Regions from separate parts of the Mus musculus genome. Here all the other regions are linked to region 2. The links are chromatin contacts, called in public HiChIP or PLAC-seq maps. All regions are on one chromosome and are shown on one strand. Each heading gives the region's core, a stretch centred on a gene start, on an enhancer-like site or on the middle of the called end of the contact. The rest is flanking DNA. Distances are from core to core; before and after follow the strand shown. Region 1 overlaps Creb3l2 (cAMP responsive element binding protein 3-like 2). Region 2 overlaps Atp6v0a4 (ATPase, H+ transporting, lysosomal V0 subunit A4). Region 3 has its middle 36 kb from the start of Akr1d1. Region 4 overlaps Creb3l2 (cAMP responsive element binding protein 3-like 2).

Region 1 (3,159 bases), core at 520-3,019, 740 kb before region 2:
TCCCTTTCTCAAATCCAGTGCCTCCAAACTTGCTGTGTGTTGTTGCTAATAGAGCTGTGCCACTCGGTGTATATTCCCTCCTTGTTCCCCTCTGTTTTCTAAATACTCAAAAGATTACCATTGGTCAAGGTGAGAACAGTATATGCTATCTGGTGAACATCTCTGAGCATCCAAAGTCTTGAGCCCAAGACAGATGAGTTCTTTAATTTTTGTTGCAAACTCTCACTGCAACACCATATAACTCCCCTCAGGGAGTCAGAGACTCTGAGATATCAGAGCAAGCTAAATGTCCTCCTCGCTCTCTGGTCTTCCAAGATCCACATCGCCCCACCCCACCCCAAGTCAGAACTCCAAAGGGGGTGTCAGGGCTTATCAGAGAAGGAATCTGGAGCACTAGGGACTTCTGTTAACTCTCTGTGGAATTCTTGAGAATTCCTGGTGCTACCCAGGGAGTCCAGTGGCCACTCCCAGAACACCCCACCTGCAAACAGAGATGCTCTACTCTTACACATGGGTTGGGATCCCTTGCAGAGAGCTCGGAAAGCCAACTGCAGGCAAACAAAAACAAGGTGGTGACTTACCCACGGAGGCTGTGTATGGCTCTGACAGAGGATGCTGGCTGGGCAGAGCCATCTTGGTGGCAGAAGGATAAGGCCCATAGCCTTGAAAGAAGCTTCCAAATGCAACAGCAAAGCAAAGCACAACGACCTAGAGGTAAGGAGAGAACACGGGGAGCTGTAGAGCTCAGACTGTGGGTGGCTGACCTCTGGGAACAAGGGACAAGAAAGAGCACAAGTCTGTTAGGGGTCAGGTCACCCTCACTTGTGTCCTTGAAATGACGAGACAAGGGGAAGCCTTGGAACGGGATGTATGGTCTCTCTGGCTTCATTCATTGTTAGCATTTTCAAGGTAGGGGAGTCTGGAAATGGGGGGCTTGCCAGGGGAGGAAGTCCCTTTGGGAAACTCACCATGAGGCAGGTGCCAGTCTGTGTGCCAGCTAACTTGCAGGTTCGAGAGACCTTCCCCATCACCAAAGTCTGAAGCTTCTGAAGTTGCTGAAGGAGAGTCCTGCCACGGTGATAAGTGAAAGTCAGGAAGGGGCACGTGAGAGCGAGCTGCTCTGAACGACTCTCCCGCAGAAGTCATAGCGGCTTCACACCTGTGACTGAGCAGGGTCTGGAAGCACGGCAAAAGGACTACACCTGGGCGGGTGTCCTTTGGACTACACCTGCTGGCAGCGCCACCGCAGAACCCCCTGGAGCTTCAGAGTCAGCCTTGACAACAGCTCTGCAGCCTGCAGCTGTTCTGGGCAAGAGAGGAGCCCCCAAATCAACCCTGACAGGCAGAAACTTGTCTGTCAGCCAATGAGGGAAGAAAAGGACACTCTGGTTGGATGACTCCCCTCTCTCCAAGTTCCTATGTTCAGACTGAAGCTGCAATATAATGATAATAGGCAGGGGGTGTGGGGTGAGTAGCCTTGAGAATAGAGTTTTAATAACAGGACGAGTGCCCACATAAGGGGCTAAAAGTACAGTTCTTCACTACATGGGAACACAGCTAGGAGCTGTCGTTTTTTTCTTTGCACCAGAAGGCAGCCTTTACCAGACACCGAATCTGCCAGCACCTTGATCTTGGCCGCCTCTGCCTCCAGTACAGCAAGAAATGCATTTCTGTTGTTTCCAAGCCAGTCCTTTTATGGTATTGTGTTACAGCAGTCTGAACTGACTAGGGCAGTGGTAATTACAAAGGAGGCTCGTTTCACCAAGAGATGAGAGACACTGATCTATAAAAACAAAAACAAGAGAAGGAGAGAAACAAAGGCCGGCAGAGAACAATAGCAGGAGGGGCCAGAGGTGGTGGCTTGACTGGAAATGGCCAGTCCATCAGTGAGCGGCAAGTTTACACAGAGCACTCTGCAGAGGAAGGGAGGGAGCAGGGAAGAGGAGAGAGGGAAAGGGGGATGGTACTCCCCAGCTAGGACAACTGTGGATGTTCAGAGATGAGGACAGCAGTATACACACTGTAATATCAGGATGTTGTGTGGGAGCATCTTTGCAAATCCTAAACCAAGAATGGCAAGACATAGCAGGGGTCTGGCAGCACATCCTCCCAGGTTAGAGTGTCTCCCGGGACTCAGGGGGACTAGCATAAAGCCTGGGACCCCTGCCTCATTCTCATCAGCTCTGCTCAAGGCCGGCATCCACTACAAAATGGAAAGGGTTTGTGAGAACATACGGTCTGAGTATCAAAGATTTTCAGAAAACAGCGAACCGTGATGGAATGTTTGAAAGCCAGGCAAGAAGAATTCTGGGATTTCCTCACATCTTGCTTGCCATCACAGCCTACCCGCGGCATGTCTTTCCAATGATGAAAACACATGCAAGCTTTTCTGAGGTTTGTAATTCTGTCCTGCCCAGTATCAAAGACATGAATTCTCTTAGTTTAAGCAAGGGTAGGCTGGCTTTGAGATGGTTTTCCTTTCTGCAGTATCAGTGGAGGTAGACTTGGTGAAAGAATTTGAACAGCCCTCAGCACACATGGTAGAAGGCTTTCTAAACTCAAAAAAATCTCCCTGTGGTCCTACCCACTCTGTGTTTTTTGCCATGTGGAATAATTTTAGGATAGCAAGATAATATTTCCTATGGAAGGCTATTGTACTCAATCATACTTTTCATTTTGGCTATATAAAAGCATGACCAGATGGGGTTAGACATGACCCTTATTAATTTATCAAAGTAGGATTTGCTTTAAAAGCACACTGCATGTTGCTCAAGGTGAAGAAATGCTGATAGCACACTTATTTTAAATTCCACTTTAAAAGTTCATAACCAAGAGTCCCTGTGCTGCAGAACTTTCTTCTGTCGTAGAATTTCCTCTCTGTCCTGCCTAAGCTTCCTCAGAAGCCTCTGCACTACCCACCAACACAGCCCCCACCGCAGCAGCACCAGATACTGAGTGAGCTCTTGCCTGGCCAATGGCTCAGTGGAACTCATTCTACAGACTTGCCATCCTGCCAGCCGTAGCATGTGTGTGTGTAGCATGTGACTGTCATCTGTAATGCCAGCCCCAAGTTCCTCTCGAGGTTCTCCCTCAAGTCCTGGGACCTATATACAAGCAAGCCCACAGGCAGGAACACTTCTTCCAAGGCATCGATCCTAA
Region 2 (3,153 bases), core at 530-3,029:
AGGCTGGGCACAGTCAGGCACACCTTTAATCCCAGAACCTGGGAGACTGGTATCTCCAAATGTTAAAGGACAGGGCTGTGCAGGGAGACCATGTTTCAAAAACAGAAAGACAGGAAGTAGAAGGGAGGGGAGGGGAGGGGAGAGGAGGGGAGGGGAAGAAGGAAAGGAATGTTATAGCACTCCCGTGAAAAGAGGAGAAGGAGGAGGAGGAAGAGGAAGAGGAGGAAAAGGAGGAGGAGGAAGAGGAAGAAGAGGGGGAGGAGGAAAAGGAAGAGGAAGAGAAAGAGGTAGGATAGGAAGCAAGGCTGTAACTGTGTCTTTTCTGTCTCTCTGAAATCCTCTCTCCCTAGATCCACAACCCTGCAGTGTTATATATACTTCCAGTCTGACTAGCTGCTCAAACAGCTGTGGAAGGTACATGGGAGGAACAGATTGTGGCCTTAGAGAGCTTCTAGGCCCCTGCTTCCATTCAACTGTCTTCTCAGACCCTCCACCCACCATGCTGACTCTGTCAGCCACAAGCAATCCAGGATGCTGGCAATGCAAACTCATGATCTCCTCCTTGCTCTTAATACTGAACTCCTGCTTTCCTGAGCAGCCTAAGAAATGCCCTGCTTCGTGTGGCGGGTGAGGGTGGTGGTGGGGGGGGGGCAGCAACACTGAAAGCTGAGGGTCTGTATACTTCATCACCCATGCCTGCCTTTTTAACGCCAAGTCTTCACTCCTAAATCCCTGGCTAGCAAATCTCCACACAAGAGCAAAGCCCATGGCCAACCTCACCCTCTTGGGTACGAAGCTCCTTCCGGGATGCTCAGTTTCTAAGTGCCATACCACCTATTTTCACAGAGCCTGCTGCGTGGCACACCCTCCTCAACATGCATTTAATTGAGCTGGAATTGGACAAGCTATCTCTCTACCACAACCAGTTCAGCTACTGGGTTATCTATTTTTATCTATTGCACAAAGTAGATAAAATGGCTACAGGGACTGCGGAGCTGGCCTAGCAGTTAAAAGTACTTGCTCTTGCAGAAGACCTGAATTCTATTCCCAGCAACCAAACAGCAGCTCAGAAAAGCTAGCTATAACTGCAGTTCCAGGGGATTCAAAGCCCTCTTCTGTCCTCTGCTGCATGAACATATTGTACATATATGTGCATGTAGGTAAAACATCCATACATGTAAAATACTAATAAATAATTTTTTTTAAAAGATTAGCTTATTGGGTAAAATTTCAGGGGCAGCTGTGGTCAGAGCCATGAGCCCTGCAGTCTTTGGATGGCCTGCAAGCATGCCCTAGCAGGCTATAAACTTACTTCCACGTGCCGTTTCTGAACATAGGCTGGACACTCCAAGAGGAGCCAAAGATGTTAAAAGATTTGGAGAAACAGTCGTTGTAGATCAAGCCGGTGTAGATGGAGAAGATACCCATGAGCAGGATCAAATAGCGCCCATTGAAGAAGATGTTCCACATCTGGTCCAGGAAAAAAGGGTGAGTGTCAGTGGGCTCTGAAGTGATACAGGAGGGGAGAGAGACATGGGATATGTCCAGCATCGGTAGTGTGGGGGAGAGATGACATGACTAAGGCAGACATCATATTCCTACACACACGAGCTTATGTAGGTCAGCTAGAGAACCCTGGGCATTTATTCACTGTGCAAACAAAAGCATGTAAGCCTCACATTCTCTCTTTCCACAGAATGCATGGCTGTGCACACTGAGGCCTCATCTACTAAGTGAGCTGGCATGCTGTGGTCTCCAGCACCTCCAGGAGACAGGCCCTGCGCTGGCCTCTGTCCTATCATCACAGGTCTGTATGCCTTTGGGGCTTTGTCTTCACAGAGACAAAGCACAGTTGGGCTTCTATCTGTCACATCTGCTAGGGAAAGCAGCTTCCTGGGGTGCTGGCTGTGGATATCATTCATTCTAAGAGCTGATGACAAGTCCGTTTGCAATTTTAAATGTCCTCCAAGGAAAATGACCTCTGTTAAACTTGTCATGGAAGACTGAATTGGTCACAAGACTGGCCAGGCTTATGATTAACTCACAGTGACATCACGGCACTCCTTCTAACCAACCCAGTATGTGCCAGAGGTCTGTAGCCATTCTTATAGTCTGGAACATAGCTAAGGGCATGGCTCCACTCTGTCAAGTGTATGACCAAGAGCTTATCTGCCATTAACCAACACAGGCATCCGGGGGCCTCTATATTCACAATACTATGGAAGGAGACCATGCCAAAGTCAGTGAGAAGTGAGGTACCATTAATATCCAGGACTCCTTGGGGTTTCTTAAAAGTTCTGCCATGAACAAAATATTCATGGTACTATATGATAGGTTTTAAAGGAAGTTACAAATAATGTGTGATTCTCGATGGCAATTTTTGAAAAGTACATATTTGTAGACAAGCACAAACACACAGAATGGAAATATATTCAAAAGCATTCATCAAGATCTTTCTCTAGGTTTCTGGACTGTAATCTGACACAATTACCACATATTGCTTTTATAATCAGAGTAAAGAAAGTTTTTAAAATATTAAGAGGAGGCTAGATTTAATTCCAGCGTTCCAGAGGAAGAAGTAAGCAGATCTCTGTGAGTTTGAGACTAGCTCCGATTATATAGTGAGATCCTGTCAATAATAATATGATAATAATGGTGGTGATAATTATGATGGTGATGATGGTGGTAGTGGTGATAATGATGATGGTGATGACGATGATGATGTAACAGGTATAATAGGGCTTGGCACACACAAGGCCCTGGGTTTGTTCCCCAATACCCTCAACCATCAACAAAAATCACTGCTTTGAGTTTGTTTAGCATGCAACATAAACCTGGCATAGCAGTGTATGCCTGCAATCTCAGATCTCCATAAGTAGAAGCAGGAAGCTCAGAAGTAAAGAGTTACCCTTGACTATACAGTGAGCTTGAAGCCACGTGTGGATAGATGAGACTCTGTCTCAAAAGGATATAAATAAATAAACAAATCAATAAAATTTAAAAAGTAAAAGCCAACGTCTTATAATGTCACAAAAAGAAAAAGAAAAAAGATGTGTTCACTACAGCAAGAAACCCCACACTGATTAAGAGTTTTTGTTGAATCGAGTTATTTTTATAAATATATGTTATTCCTTATAGTGACAATCACATGCA
Region 3 (2,718 bases), core at 72-2,571, 580 kb before region 2:
AAAAGAGGGTGATGTTTTGTGTTTCACAGTGGACAGCCAACTAGAGCCAAAATGAGCCTATGCTGGACACAACATGATCAGGCTCAGGACATGACAGTGGCTACACCTCCAACTATAAAAGCTGGTCCTTCCATCAGACACTTTGACTACTCACAGTCTCCAAATGACACAGGATACACATGTTCATAAGTCATGTTATTCATATATTCATGTACGAATGCAAACACATACAGTGTGACTCCCATAAAACATCCTCAGGCCAGGAATTGTCTCCAAGGACAGAGCTCGGATAATTCAGCTAAAGGTTTAAAGTTTTTCACAAATAACCACTGAACTTTACAGCATTCTGGGTCACTACAGAGAGTGCACAGTGGCCGACAGGTATGGGTGCCCAGCAATCACAAGCGATGGGTGTCAGCCATGTTTTAGATCTGCCATCCCATCATGAGGAAGAATGGAAACTTGGTGGTTGAGAGCTTGCAGCTCCAGCACATGGAAAGCATGGACTTCACAAAGAGTCTCAGGTCAAAGCAGAAATAACAAACCCAGACCAACACTGTGTATAAGCCCACTACGGGCACATGAGGACAGAAGGCTTTGAATATGTCTGGAAAACCTGCTCATTCACTGTCACACTTATTCAGGTGAAAGGCTCACTGAGGCTGGGACAAGTAAAAGCAGGTGTTCCCAGGATATCTGCACCTCACAAGCTGGGCTCTGCCTGCAATGTGATGTATTGTGATCAGCAACCCTGTACATGTTTATTCACTATTTATCTATGTAATTGTGCACTGTTCCATTCAAAACCAAGTGTCACTGACATTGTAGGCAAGCACTCAGCTAATAGCCTGCAAATTAACACAAGCTAAAATATTAATGGTGCACAGAGGTGAAGCAGAAACAGTGTGTGGTTACATTTAGATACAGGGGGCAGAAGATGGCACCCTGCAGACTGAGGGGCAACAATACACCAAGCTCACAACAGAGAATCTGAGACAATGAGGCAGGGGATGCGGTTCAGACATTTGAGTTGAGGAAGCCGCCATGTCCACTGTTTCCTCCTCTCAAGGACAAAGTGACTTTTGAAAAGATGGAGGCCTACCAAGAGATAAATATGGGTGATTCTCAGGAAGCTCTCTGAGAAACACTTCCAGCTACTTCTTCAAATCTAAGTGTGTCCAAGGATGCTTGGAACAGTTTTGTAGAGAGTTGATAGATGACTGAGCACTGGATTCCCCTTGTTATTCTCAGAGTTAACTGAGATGAGGCCTCTGTGACCTCACAGGGTAAACCCCTGTCCTAATATCAATAGTTTCTTAGTCTGAGGACAACTCAGAGCCCAGCAAGAGGGCTGTGATTCACAGTGAGCACATGTGTCTGCTAAGGTTTGGACTGTTTTCTGGGAAGAACATGACCTGAATAACTCACTCATGTGCAGCACTTCTTCATTGGGATCCTTATGAGATAGGAAGACTAAATGTAGTGAGAGACATGACGTGTTCTGCCTGAGGACAGCGCATCCTAAGAAGAACTAAAAGCAGCAGTTATCAGAAGTCTCATAGCAATAGTACTGACCACTAAAGAAAACAGATTCAGAAAACTCCTCCCCTTACCAGGGAGAGAGGACTTGGAATGATGCCACACAGGTGTATCTGCCCAGGACTTGAGCCCCCAGCCTAGGACAGGAAGGAGGGAACAGTGCTATTGCCATACTCACATTTGACCATCACTCATAGCTTATCCAGGGAAGGAGGCAAAGCATCCCTGGCACTGGTGTCTGATCTTCCCTGAGGACTTCAGTCCCTGGCAGTAGCAATCTTTGCATGTGTACACAGAAAGCTGCCACAATATGGGACAAACATTAATGTCACTATCACAGGAAACACCATGACAGTACCCTCTCCTCTCATTCTATACTAATATACATTTGTCTTTGTTTTGAATTAAGATGTGCATTATACCCTTCCAAGTTCCTCCACTGACACATGGGTCCTTGAGAGAATGTCCTAGATTGAAGGAAATGGCCTTAAGTCAACTTAGTCAAACATAGATAACTCACCACATAAGTATCTGTGGTCATTGTTTAACTTCCTGAAATTTGTCATGCTTTGTGTTGCTTGCCTTTAAAAGTCACCGATAAAATACACTCATTGCTGGCACAGTGTTGGCCAGTAGCCCTCCCATATCTGTCTCTTGTATCTTCTTTCTGTGTTTTTAATAATCATTCTCACTTCCAAGTTGTGGTTTTCTCAGTGACTGACCAGCAGGCTCCAGTAGAATGGTGTCCAGTGGGAGGCTCAGCTATGGGAGACAAAGTGAAGGATACCATGAAAAAAGAGGAGGAGGAGGAGGAGGAGGAGGAGGAGGAGGAGGAGGAGGAGGAAAGAAAAATGGGAATAACCGTATGCTTTTTGTGCAAAAGCTTAATATGCTTTGCTAAAGAAGGGTAACAACAATTACATAATATTTTAGATTTTGTAGAAAAAGTTTGTTCTTGGTTTCTTGAGGAAACAATAAATTTAGTAACTGTTTTAGTTAGGGTTTTACTGCTGTGAACAGACACCATAATCAAAGCAACTCTTATAAGGACAACATTTAATTGGGGCTGGCTTACAGGTTCAGAGGTTCAGTCCATTATCATCAAGGCACAAGCATGGCAGCATCCAGGCAGTCATGGTGCAGGCAGAGCTGACAGTTCTATATCTTCATATAAAGGCT
Region 4 (2,772 bases), core at 67-2,566, 700 kb before region 2:
CATTTGAAAAACAAACAACTACAAGATTAAAAAGACTCACCCAAAAGTGTACAGCTGGGATTCATAGAAAAAGATTCTTCACACCATAGAAATGAGTCCCATATCCCAGGTTCACTGTCACCTGCACACATTGCTTTCCAAGGAAGCAATGGTTCAAAACAGGTCTGGCCTAGATGTATACATTTTAATAAATGTTATTTTTTGAGCCCATATGTACGCATAGAAAAAAGTAAAATTAGATCACTCCTATACTATAGACCGCCAAACAGGTGTTTCTGATATGAAGAAACATTGTTTAAGACCAACCCATAGTCCTTAGTCTTTGGCAGACACCCAGCCTGTACTGGATGGACCTCTGAGACCAACACAATCTCTGTCTCTCTGTGTTCTTTCCATGCCTGGATATATAGAAGCTCTCTCCTTGGCTCCTGTCATCCCTATCACGGGCACTTGGTAAATTATGTACTTAATTATGGAGCAGTCCACAGAAGAACAAGGACAATAATAGCTGATACTTCCTCGGCACTTGTGAAGTGGCAGGCACTGCTCTAAGTGCTCGATAAATGTGAACTCAGAGAATCCCTCCAGCCACGCAGTGGGTAAGTATTATATTTTCATTTTAAAGATCTGGAAGGTCAGACCAAAGACGGATACAGCTCACCCAGGGTCAAGTCATTCATAAATTGGACAGAGCCCAGACTCATAACATGACTTTAGAGAGCCATGATGGACTTGATCCGGGGTCAAGATTGCTTTTTAAACTCACAATTTCTCCTGCAGAGTATGGTATGTAGAGCATGAACCACATACATATCCATGGAACAACACTGATTTGGAAAGACTGATTCGGTACACAGATGTACATGAAACTGTCGCATGCAGTTTGTGTTTCTTCATCAGGGACAGAGAGCTGAATAATCTAAGTGGCTTTGCTCGATAGATGGCTGTCAACTTTGCTGTTTTAGACTATTCTTGATTGCAATGGGGTCCCTATTTGACTGTTTTAAGGGAAGCAATGTTATCATTTTCACCCGTGTTCCCCTGCCTGTCCTACCCCAACACCCAGCCACGGAGAGCCCAGCATGGAAGCAGATGAGGAGAGCGGCACCCTTTTTACCCCCTCTGCGATGACGCACGCTGATGCTCTTGACACCAGCTCACAGGAAATGTGATTACCTTTTTACCTCATCTCGGTGCCTTTTTCTTTTCTGGATTTCACTTCCTGAGAACACGTCAACACCAATATCCCTCTAAAGGCTACAGAGCAGAAACCTAAGTCACCTATGAGTCACCCTTACCCCCCACCACCACACACACACACAACCCTGTGTGAATCCTGCTGCCTATCTCTCTACTCGTTTCAGAAACCACCCTTTCTGTGCCATCTACGTAGCTCAGCTTCCTGGCTCTCCGTGGCCAGCTCTGTCTGTGCCCTCTAAGCCTCAGCGTCCAGCCACGAGTGTCTCCTTTGACTCACCAACCGATGCCTCCCTCATGGCTCCAACCCCGCTTCCCAGCCATCCCATCCCACAGTCCTTTTCCTCCCACAACTTGTCTCATGCACCCCGTGTGACTTCTCAACGGCCACAGCTTACTCCCTGAGGACTTGCCTTCATTTGTAACTGGGAAAGCAGCTTCATAAGTCAGTACTGAGCCCACCCAGTTATCTCCAGCTCCTGTAATCTGAAGAAGCCCCAATGGTCTATAGACCTGGAACAGCAACAGTAAAGACAGACTATTTGTTTAATTTTATACAGACAGATTTTTTTGTTTGTTTGTTTTTTCGAGACAGGGTTTCTCTGTGTAGCCCTGGCTGTCCTAGAACTCACTTTGTAGACCAAGCTGGCCTCGAACTCAGAAATCCGCCTGCCTCTGTCTCCCAAGTGCTGGGATTAAAGGCGTGGGTCACCACGCCCGGCTACAGACAGATTTTTAAATTTATTTTTGTTACTACTTTTAAAATTGTTTGTCTATGTATGTATTAGGGGAGTAGGTATGTAGACATGAATGCAGTACCCATTGAGGCCAGAAGAGGGTGCCTGATCCCACGGAGCTGGAATTTACAAGTGGTTGCGAGACACCTGATACAAATGCTAGGAACCAGACTCTGAACCTCTTCTAGAGCAGTAGGCACCCTTCACCACTGAGCCTTCTCTTCAGAGCCACTCAGTTAGTCTCTTAATCCAGCCTAAATAAATTATCTTGGCACAAATGCATTATACACCACTTCTGTTTAGCTGGCTGATATTTTATAGACTTTCCAACCCTATTTTTACACAACCTCAGAGGATAGAGATATCAAGTTCTCTCTTAATGCTCCAGGCTCGTCACGATCACGTTTCTTCTTTGGAGAAACACTGAAATAAAAGACAAAGTAAACGTCCACCTTGGGGTATGCTTTGGCAGACTCTTCGGCTGTAAGTCACACAACTGAGTGTGGGAATCATGGAGTCAGGTCACAGGAAAGGGCTTCTGGACACACAACGGACAGAAAGTAATTCAAAATCAAACCTGCGCTGTATCAGAGGGGCTTCTGGCAGAGTTCATGCAGGGTTGCACTGAGCAACTTTACTGTGGCTTTGGCTCTGAAGTCACTGCACTTACGGACCGCTACACCATGCGCCACCAGCCATGAAAGCCCAAACCCTCAGGACCACTGTGTGTCACAGGCTGCAGTGTTTACAGTGTCCATACATGTCCTGCTCTACTAGAAATGGAATAGTCTAATTACAGAAATCCAAGGTTTTTAGTATCATTCTAAAATAATATCAT

Evidence for each region. HiChIP or PLAC-seq counts read pairs in DNA pulled down with a chosen protein or histone mark.
Region 1: a contact with region 2 is called in an H3K27ac HiChIP or PLAC-seq map of extraembryonic endoderm stem cells, with 4 times the contacts expected there. The contact joins two enhancer-like sites. A contact is called at or near these places in 3 of 484 Hi-C or Micro-C datasets (B cells, Sertoli cells and peritoneal macrophages), 3 of 115 datasets of contacts at active chromatin or transcription factors (astrocytes, embryonic stem cells and extraembryonic endoderm stem cells) and 1 of 9 other capture datasets (adipose tissue).
Region 3: a contact with region 2 is called in an HNF4G HiChIP or PLAC-seq map of pancreatic cancer cells. The contact joins two enhancer-like sites. A contact is called at or near these places in 2 of 15 datasets of contacts at CTCF or cohesin (large pre-B cells and pro-B cells), 18 of 484 Hi-C or Micro-C datasets (B cells, CD4 T cells, CD4 single positive thymocytes and 9 more), 3 of 115 datasets of contacts at active chromatin or transcription factors (embryonic stem cells and pancreatic cancer cells) and 2 of 9 other capture datasets (adipose tissue and embryonic stem cells).
Region 4: a FOXA1 HiChIP or PLAC-seq map of pancreatic cancer cells shows a contact between it and region 2. The contact joins two enhancer-like sites. A contact is called at or near these places in 17 of 484 Hi-C or Micro-C datasets (the AML12 cell line, B cells, the G1E-ER4 cell line and 5 more) and 4 of 115 datasets of contacts at active chromatin or transcription factors (embryonic stem cells, epiblast stem cells, extraembryonic endoderm stem cells and 1 more).

What each region holds. Positions count from the first base shown.
Region 1 is chr6:37,335,247-37,338,405 of GRCm38.p6, forward strand. It overlaps Creb3l2 (cAMP responsive element binding protein 3-like 2), which reads right to left. Exons shown (of 12, transcript NM_178661.4): 9 at 969-1,068; 10 at 582-708. Among named protein-coding and RNA genes, the nearest start is that of Dgki, 37 kb to the left of the region's middle. Within about 2 kb of position 1,770, at least 68 of the 459 cell types and tissues checked have an H3K27ac peak or open chromatin away from gene starts, as enhancers often do. A contact at or near this core is called in extraembryonic endoderm stem cells, where this site is marked.
Region 2 is chr6:38,070,537-38,073,689 of GRCm38.p6, forward strand. Atp6v0a4 (ATPase, H+ transporting, lysosomal V0 subunit A4) reads right to left here. Exons shown (of 21, transcript NM_080467.3): 13 at 1,313-1,470. Among named protein-coding and RNA genes, the nearest start is that of Svopl, 25 kb to the left of the region's middle. Within about 2 kb of position 1,780, at least 35 of the 459 cell types and tissues checked have an H3K27ac peak or open chromatin away from gene starts, as enhancers often do. A contact at or near this core is called in extraembryonic endoderm stem cells and pancreatic cancer cells, where this site is marked.
Region 3 is chr6:37,493,105-37,495,822 of GRCm38.p6, forward strand. No RefSeq gene overlaps it. Among named protein-coding and RNA genes, the nearest start is that of Akr1d1, 36 kb to the right of the region's middle. Within about 2 kb of position 1,322, at least 9 of the 459 cell types and tissues checked have an H3K27ac peak or open chromatin away from gene starts, as enhancers often do. A contact at or near this core is called in pancreatic cancer cells, where this site is marked.
Region 4 is chr6:37,369,500-37,372,271 of GRCm38.p6, forward strand. The region is part of intron 2 of Creb3l2 (cAMP responsive element binding protein 3-like 2); the gene reads right to left. Among named protein-coding and RNA genes, the nearest start is that of Gm33275, 47 kb to the right of the region's middle. Within about 2 kb of position 1,317, at least 38 of the 459 cell types and tissues checked have an H3K27ac peak or open chromatin away from gene starts, as enhancers often do. A contact at or near this core is called in pancreatic cancer cells, where this site is marked.